2 separate regions of the Arabidopsis thaliana genome follow, and region 1 is linked to region 2. Evidence: chromatin contacts called from public targeted proximity ligation data. All regions are on one chromosome and are shown on one strand. The core of a region is the stretch at or near the end of the contact, and the rest is flanking DNA. Distances in the headings are between cores, read along the strand shown.

What was found.
Region 1: a targeted proximity ligation map of shoot shows a contact between it and region 2, with 10 read pairs. A contact is called at or near these places in 11 of 26 Hi-C or Micro-C datasets (callus, cotyledon, leaf and 4 more), 1 of 2 datasets of targeted methods (shoot) and 1 of 3 other capture datasets (seedling).

The regions. Positions count from the first base shown.
Region 1 is chr3:6,458,331-6,462,844 of TAIR10.1, forward strand. AT3G18760 (Translation elongation factor EF1B/ribosomal protein S6 family protein) reads right to left here and starts at 1,395. Exons shown (of 2, transcript NM_112762.3): 1 at 1,046-1,395. The coding sequence starts at 1,228. AT3G18770 (Autophagy-related protein 13) reads right to left here. Exons shown (of 4, transcript NM_112763.5): 1 at 4,417-4,514; 2 at 2,852-4,190; 3 at 2,583-2,764; 4 at 1,486-2,062. The coding sequence starts at 4,180. The coding sequence ends at 1,696.
Region 2 is chr3:6,406,431-6,411,098 of TAIR10.1, forward strand. It overlaps AT3G18620 (DHHC-type zinc finger family protein), which reads left to right and starts at 1,831. Exons shown (of 4, transcript NM_112748.4): 1 at 1,831-2,436; 2 at 2,901-3,123; 3 at 3,211-3,509; 4 at 3,789-4,634. The coding sequence starts at 2,419. The coding sequence ends at 4,286. It overlaps NUC-L2 (nucleolin like 2), which reads right to left and starts at 1,516. Exons shown (of 16, transcript NM_001338347.1): 1 at 1,360-1,516; 2 at 1,229-1,268; 3 at 922-1,079; 4 at 635-796; 5 at 118-207; 6 at 1-42. The coding sequence starts at 1,392. UNG (uracil dna glycosylase) reads right to left here. Exons shown (of 7, transcript NM_112749.5): 7 at 4,528-4,668.

The sequences.
Region 1 (4,514 bases), core at 145-2,644, 51 kb after region 2:
TACTCTCAAAACATATGATAATCCTACATCTATAGTTGATCGAAACAAATGTATCCCGTTACTTCCTAGGTATGTATGAATTATATATTCTCCTTCTGTTCCTATATAGCCAAATTGTCTAATAACAGAAACAGTTTGAAGAAAATGTATAAGCGAAAGCTGCGATTATTTGTACCAGGTTATCTTACAAGTAATCAAATTTCAAACTGAAGATCCAAAGCACAATCAAATTCTTTGGACAATTCAGTAGATAAGAACTTATCTAGAATCCTAGCTGTTGTATTACCCTCATCAGGATTTTCTGGAATCTTAAGTTCGAAAGGAAACACTGTCGAGGAAATGAAAATCTACAAAATACCATAGACTAAACGCAACGTTTGTGACTAGTAAGAAATCACAAAACAAGTATCACTTCAGGATCGTAGCCAGTATTTGTGTACAAGACCGCATAATTTCCCCCAAGTCCAGCTATTTAACCATAAGAATCAATCAGAAAGTTACAAGACACAAAGCTTTTTCGAAAGGCCAACCTAAAACATAATGCTAATAATAAGATTGCTTATCTATCTACGGTTATAGCATCAAACTAATAATCAAACTCCACACTGAAGATCCAAAGCAAAATCAAGCTCTTTGAACAATTGACTAAGATAGGAACCATTCTAGAATCCTACTGTTCTGTTATCCTCATCAGGATTTTATAAATCGGGTAGACAAAATCACGCAAAAACAACCTTTACTAGTAACAATATGATGATTTTGCTTCAAGAATCCAACTGAAAGTTAAACTAAGCGTAAGTAATCTGGGCGAAAGAAGTATCAGTCCATGGTCGTAGCAAGCATTTGAGTAAAATGACTGTATAAATTCCCAAAATCTAGCTATCTAACCATAAGAATCGATCAGAAAGATGAAAAAGACAAAGCTAACACAAACCTAAACTAAAATGCTAATACCATTGAATCGGCCTGGAGAAAATCCTGATCAAACAAACTCTACGGACTCATAAACCATCGATTCAGTAAGAAAACTAACGAAATTGAATACCTGATAGTGTCTTCCGTCGAGCTTTCTAATACCGTAACCCAATTCGACCTTGCCAAAGGATTTGATCTCGGTGAGGACGCCATTTCTGCTGTAAACGTGTTTACCAATGCGCGCAACGAGGTCGATGAGGCCCTCCTTCCTGATTATAGGCTTGAACAGAAGCATACAGTCGTAGAGCGGCATTTTTGATCCTTCTTCCTTCCGACAAGAGATTAGCTCTGGCTTGTTCTCTCAGGTTTACCTTAGGGTTTTAGTCTTCTCAGATTTCGCCGATTGGGTCATTACCAAACGGCGACGTGTTGTTAAGTTTTTTTTAGTGAAAACGACATCGTGTTGCTATATATATTATTTTTGTCTGAGAGTTCTTAAATTTGATTTGGAAAATGAAATAAGAAATTGTAGAAAGCTTTCATATTAGTTGACAACAAATGAAAGCTTTGTAATGATTATAAATAGTAGTTAACATATGTTTACCATTTTATTTACATGGAATTTTTTTTCTTTTTTTCCTGGGTATAAGTTTATTTACATGGACCAATATCATCCAAAGAGTAGAGAGCTTAATATTATTTACATAGGCACACATTATATGAAAAAAAAAAAAAAAAAAAAACAAACCGAAACCCAAAATGGGTCAAGATTCTGAAACATCAAACATCAAAGGGTGAAGTAATAGTAACCGAGGAAGGGTTTGATGTGGATTGACCAAGCAACAAATGATTCTTCATTTCTTTGTAAGACCTCAACTCTTCCAAAGCATCAGCTGTTGTCTTTGAGGCCAGAGCAATCCCCGAGGCTGTGATAGACGCTACTGCTATCTCATGAGCCCCTGCGGGTTTGTTGTTGTTCGAGCAAATTTCAGGTCTGGAAGATTCAGAGACATCTTGTCTGAGAGGTGGCGCTTTCTTCAGCATTCTCACAAGGGCACCAACTGCAGCATCTTGGGACTTCTTCGGGTATGACCCGCTTGAATCGAATGGTTCATGTATGTCTCCTCTGTGGTCAAACGACCCTGGTCTGAAATAAGGCAGTAAACCAAAAATCAGTTTCTTCTACTGGAAACAGTTACAAAACAAAGTCTCAAGAACTGAATCAGAAACCTTGAGACGAACCATTTCAAGTCATTATATGATTAACTTATTATCCCCAAATATATCATGATATTAGTGATAGAGAAGAGTTACGATTTCTTGGTTTCTCTACTAAACAGTTCTCTTTCTTCTTTTTAAAAGATCAGTACAAGAATACCCCAAGATTGATCGAAGCTACACAGATACAGAAGCATTACAGTAACCATTTCGGTCTTATGGCTGTAAAATCTCAAAGAAAGAAAGAACATGAACTAGCTTCTTAAGCCCTACTGATTAGCATAAGAGGCCAGGATTAGTAAATCACTTATTTAGAAAGTCAATTGGTTTTGAAATATAATAGCTATCCACTTAGAAGGACAACCTAAAGCAATCAAAATATTAAATGCTTGGGCTGTAGATAAATTGGAAAGGAGAAAATGAGATATGTAAGGTTTTTAAGACCATACCTGCTATTCCGATCTGTAATATCATCATACTCAACATCAAATGGGCAAGGGAAATCAGGATCATCAAAATCGTCTTGGAAAGATCTACTGGAACTCCGGGAAAATGATATCCGCGGAGAACTGCTGGAAGACGGCCTCACCCCAGAAGGTCTTCTAAAGTCATCTCTCCCATAAAGAAACAGCTAGAAGGATAATGAATATCAGTTTAACTCGTTAAGTCACATGATCAAGAAAACAGATAAAAGATAAGACATGTGGAGTACGTTTACCTTATCTATTGCTGCTCCAGATTCACCAGGACCCAAGTTTCTCACAGGCTTCAACGAAGCGTGTCTCGACAACTTCAGATGAGCAGAAGGTGCCACAACGTTTTCTTTGGACTGGAAAGTTGGAGCTGGTATTCTGACTGGAGCACTTTCAGTACGTGTGATGCCTCTTGGGACGGCGTGTTTTGGTGCTGAAGGAGAAGGAGGAGGGGAGAAATCTTGACAAGGAGAATACTCTTCGGGGTAGCTTTCCTTCCTACGACCAGTGGGTATATCAGAAGGGTGAGGAGGAAGATGACGAGAGCAAGGATGTGAAACCAATGCATGTGAATCCGAGCGTGTAGGCGATGGTGAGCAAGAAACAGAAGGTGGAGATGCCTTGTAACGATCGAAACTCCAGCTATGGCGCCTTTGAAATGGCAGCAATGGAGGAGAACCATATGAAAGAGGAAGGGAAGGGAACCTCTTTAAAGGATCAGCCAAGGGACTTCCAACATAATCGGTTATAAATGTTGGAGACATAGGTGTAGAGTGTTCGCAACTGACATCTGAGAGAGAACGATATAAAACCGATAAGCAAAGTCTACCACAGATCGTTTCAACCGGTGTGAAAGAAAACTTCTGCATTTCTGCTTCTTCTTTACGAGTGAATGGCTCAACTATAGAAGGGACCCTAGGAACAAGCTTGAACTTGAAGATCTGCCCCGAGGAATTGAGTTCCCGAAAAATCTTATAAGCAGGTAAAAGCCTAACCATGACAAACAATGATCTAAGCAGCAGAGTAGCTTTCTTATACATCACTTGCAACTTATTACTGCTTGACCTCCTGCTACTAGTAGTAACAGATTCCCTGATCTTCCTATTATCATATTGCACCACCCATCTCTCAATAATCTGCTCGTTCTTAGTCTCACATCCCAATTCATCTTGATCAGAATTCCAACCAGACTGATAATCTTTCCCGGAGAAGTTCCTGATAAGCTCCCTTTTACCAGACTGATCACCAACAAGTGGCCTCACCACAAGAACAACATCAACAACCAAAGGCTCAAGACTGCTTCTCCGCCCGATATCGAAACTCTCTAAAGCTGCAGGACATTCCCTAAGAGCTAGATTGAACCATTTGTCTCGAGGTCTAACACTCGAGGAAGAGGAAGAAGATGAGGAAGGAGAACAAATCATCTGCTCACCACTAAAGTTCCTTGAAGACATAAAAGGAGTCCTTGATTCGAGAATGATGTGAAGGCTTTTAGCAAAGAACTCAAATATGATCTGTTCTGCTTTAGCTCCTTCTGAATTGTTGTTGTTACTCCTGTTGTGTGAAGATGACATCTTTCTTTTTCTGAGAAACCAATCAATTGAGAATAGTTCAAAATCAGTAACCCTACTAATTCCACATTTGATCAAACCGATCATAATCTCCAGTAAAAACCCAGAATCATAAATATAGTTCTCGATGATCTAAGAAACAAAAATCAGAGAGTAGAAACAAAAAAGAAAAACTCAACCCAGAACAGAGCAAGTAGAATACAAAACTCACGAACTCATGAAAAAGTAAACATCAGTACCTTACCGAGTCACCACCGACTTGTGTCGCTGCTTTTTAAGTCTTCTTCTTCTTCTTCGAACTTATTCTTCACTGTTTTTTTTTTATATAAGATTTTAT
Region 2 (4,668 bases), core at 581-3,080:
TTTCTTAACAACGATTGGTTCTTTCTTTGCAGGGGTGGGTTCCTAACATGTTTTTTTAAAGGTAAGCATATGTATTATGTTGTCAAATTGAGCTACCATGTGTAACATAACTCTTACCTCGTCCGAAGAAGATCCATCGTCGGATGAACTGCTCTCTGCCTTAGCCTTCTCAAGGACTGCTGTTTGCTTCTTCATAGGGACAGTTTCCTAACACACAAATATTGCAAAGTTAGCTTACGACATTCATCTAAGCTTGAGTTAACGTGTACTAATGATGAAGTAACTCATACCTCGTCTGAAGAAGAATCATCATCAGATGAGCTGCTCTCTATCTTAGCCTTCTCAAGGACTGCTGGTTGCTTCTTCACAGGGACAGTTTCCTAACACACAAATATTGCAAAGTAAGCTTACGAGATTACTCTAAGCTTGAGCTAACGTGAAGTGATGCAGAAGCAACTAATACCTCGTCTGAAGAAGAATCATCATCAGATGAGCTGCTCTCTACCTTAGCCTTCTCAAGGACTGCTGGTTGCTTCTTCACAGGGGCAGTTTCCTAACAAACAAACTGCAAAGTAAGCTTACGAGATTCCTCTACGCTTGAGATAACGTGTAGTGATGCAGAAGCAACTAATACCTCGTCTGAAGTAGAATCATCATCAGATGAGCTGCTCTCTACCTTAGCCTTCTTAATAGGTTCTGGTCGCTTCTTCGCAGGCGCAATTTCCTCATCTGAAGAAGAGTCATCCTCCTCTTCAGAAGAAGACTCATCCTTCAACTTAGATGGAGTTTCCTTAGTCTAAAAAGGAGAATTAGAGGAACAAGATGAGTATAGACAGAACATTGTACACAATCTTAAACTCAAAATAACTAAACTTTGTCATATTACTCTAAACTAATTAAACTATGAGATTGAAGCTACACCTTCTCCTCTTCATCAGAATCAGAAGCGTCAGAACTGCTACTCTCTACCTTCTTAGGTACCGTTTTCTCAGCTTTCTCCTTCTGAACAACATCAATCAACTCTTTCTTCTGCTTCTTCGTAACTTGCATGTCCAAATCCTCTTCCGCATCTCTCTTACCTAAGAAAAATTCAAAATAGAATATGGTTTTGAGAACCTAATTCTTGAGAAGGCATAAAGAAACAAAGCACAACTAATTCCAACACTCTCGTTCAACATACTCCAATTAACAGCAAAATCCTAAATCGTCAAAAAGAAGAAAATTGAACCTTTCTTGAGTGGCTTTGTCATTGAAGCAGGTGTTTCAACCTGGAAAAAACAGAGTTTTAGATTCGATAATCTTCACACTCAAAAGAGTAACAAGAAGAAGAAGAAGAAGTAGAAGGAGAAAGATGATTACTTCGGTGACGGATTTCTTACTAGACTTGCCCATAGATCCTGATCACAAGCGAAACTGGTGTAGCAGCTACCAGCTAGGTTTACGAGAAGCTTAAAAGTTTTCGCGTGTAGGGTTTTTGCTTTTTTCCACGGGAGATTTGTTATTTATAGGTAGAGAGAGATTGGCTTCTGAATTTTTGGGAAATTGAAGTGTCGGTCTTTTTATTTTGATATTCCTTTTTCCTTATATGTGAAACTTAATCTGAACCGTCCACGTTTCAAGCGATATGTTAACTTACCATTTGTTTTTTTTTTGGACAAAAGATAACTTACCATTTAATGTGATTCTCTAGACACTTGACTCCCAAGTTTTGTAAATTTTACATGTGTCAAAATTTACATTTACACGGCTGGTTAAAATAAGATTAAAAGATACATTATAGAAGGAATTAAAAAAAGAATAAAATAATGGGAGTGATATGCAAAATATTAAGAATTAATCATTTCTCGCCAATGTGTTCAAAAGCTTCTTCTCTTCTTCATTACTTCCGATCAAAATTTGCCGGTGTTTACTGTTGCAATAGCCGTCGCCACTCGCCAACGGTGGGGTATCGGTAGATTGATTTCTAAAATTAGAGGGAGAAATAGAGGAGGCTCTCATTTTATTTCGTGAATGTTAAAGACGGTCAACGCAAAATCACTTGTGAAGAATCTGATGCTTTGTGTCGTCGTGGTCAAGCAATTTCAGATTGATCCGAAAACAATCTGTCAGATCTTTGTGTAAAGAGAGTAGCTTTGAGGGAGCTGATAGTTCTGTTCGTTGCCCATGATTAGAGATTTAGTATATTCTCACGGATGATTCAGCGAGACCTGTTTCATCGATTAGCAGATGAATGGATGGGGTTTCTTCTGAAATTGACACGTAGTCCATTGTTTTAGGATATTCAAAGCTAGAGGAAAACAAGTTTTTGGTTGATTCTTTTGATTTCATTACAAAAAAAAAGAGCTTTTTGGTTTTCTTTGAGTTGGTGATTGTTAACTCTCATCAAATCTTCTGAAGAAACCTTTCTTGTAACCAGCTATGGAAGATTCTTCCCAGGTTAGTAGATCCTTCTCTCTCTAGTCTCACCCATCTTCACTACATAGTCTTAACGATTTCATCTTGTTATGCCTTAGTGTATCTTGAAATTATTGGCCAGTTTCAGCATGCTTGCTTGATTTAGTGATTTAGGACTTAGGAGATCAAGTTGATATCAAATCTGGCATTATATATGTGATGCAAAACCTTTTTACTTGAGCTTTCTCTTTTCATAATACTTGCTTAGTGAATGGTAAAGAAAGGGAACGTTTTAACCTCTCAATCATTGGTAGCTAGTAGAGAACTGTTCAAGAGAACATAATACAGTGTAGGCAATCATGAAGCTGGATTGTGTTAGTGTTTACACATTGTGGTCATCTAATAGTAGAGTGACCCTTGCATAGTGGGACTGTTTTCTTGCAGCATAGGTTTAACAGAGATAACTGTGAAATAGCTTTATAACTGTTTGCTTTTTTTTTCTCTAGGGGAGTTTTGTTGCAACCATAAATGAGGATTATGAAGCAATTTGTTGGGGCTGTGGGCTAAACCTTGTTCTTCCATCATATGCACCTGTTTTTAAGTGTGGATGGTGTGGTGCAATCACGAATCAGAATCCAGTCAGACCTGAAACCAAAAGCTTTGGGTTGAGACGTTTCCGTGACCGGTGTTTTGTCGTTATTCTTGCAGTTTTTATGCTCTTTGTGATATGTAAGTCCCTCTGAATAAGTAAACCATAATTTTGAAAATTATATTTCGTTCCCTGCTAAATACTCTTTTGGATAAAAAAAACTTCAGGTGGTGGGATTTGGGCTGCATATCCCGTCTTGTTTTCGATCAGCTTGGCTTGCGGAATTTTCCATTCTGTTACAACAGCGACTCTGGCGATATCAACGCTCTCAACATTTATTCTCGTTGCTTTTAAATGTGCCGGGAAGCCAACAAATATTCTTTATGGAACCCACCCTGGAGTAGGGAATGGTGCACTTAACAACTATACCTTTTGTAACTACTGCTCCAAACCCAAGTCACCTAGAACCCATCACTGCCGCACGTGTGGCATGTGTGTATTGGACATGGATCACCATTGCCCCTTTGTAAGTCTCATAGCGTTTTCAGGTTTCTCTTTAGTTATTACATATATCATTTTTACTTAAAGGGCTGAATGTAGAGTGGCTTTTTGAGTTTACGTTGTGTGGTGATAGGAATGCTAGACTTGTACCTTGTTCATCATTTTATCTCATACGACCCTCTGATCTTCCCCAATCATAGAGTCCTCGGATACTAGACTTGTTTGTCAATACCGTAAATATTAGTGTTCTTAATTACCGGTTAAGGACTTAATGCTAATGACTCTCCTTGTGTTGTATTTGCAGATTGGGAACTGTGTTGGTGCGGGTAATCACAAATACTTCATAGCATTCCTTATCTCAGCCGTCATTAGCACAAGCTATGCTGCTGTTATGTGTGTGTATACCTTGATTCATATCTTGCCACCTATTGAAAAAGGAGCTGCATATGCATCCGATGTGGCCCATGTGGCGCATGGTAATAGTATATCGATTCTGAGAGTGGTGAAGAATATATGTCTTACTTACATAGCCAACGCTGTCTTCATCTCTGTTCGAAGCCTTGTTCTAGTCTATCTCTTTGTGGCGAGTGTTTCTGTGGCGATTGGGCTAAGTGTTTTGCTGTGGCAACAGCTTAGCTATATCTATGAAGGCAAGACTTACTTGAGCCATTTGAGTTCTCAAGGAACAGAAGAAGATGGTGAAAAAAGCTGCCGGAATCTTTTGACTTTTTTCGGGTGTCCACATTCAATTGAAAGGCACTTGCCAACCATAAGGAACTTGAGGAAGAGACATAAGACATGAGAAGAAGAAGAAGAGAAGAATGTGAGCCAAGTATGTTTTTTTCTGTTTCCTCCTACACTTGGAGCTTGTTGTGGTCAATTCAGAAACATTCATCATACAGTACTTGGAGCTAACAGGTAATGCAGATTAGCAAAGTTTGTACCTCATTTGTGAAAATTCATGATCATAGAATATAGGAGCAACTGCTCCTGTAAATTTTGCTTAAAGATTGTAAATTTGTTGTTTCCCTGACATGCCTTTGAACTCAAGGATAACATTATCAAAGGCGTTCCATAGATAAATCTTTTTTGGATCTTGCCAGTGACTTGAGTCATTGATAACAGAACTTAAAGCTTCTGGTTTTCTTTCATGCACTTTCCATACAAAATATAATACACCACCA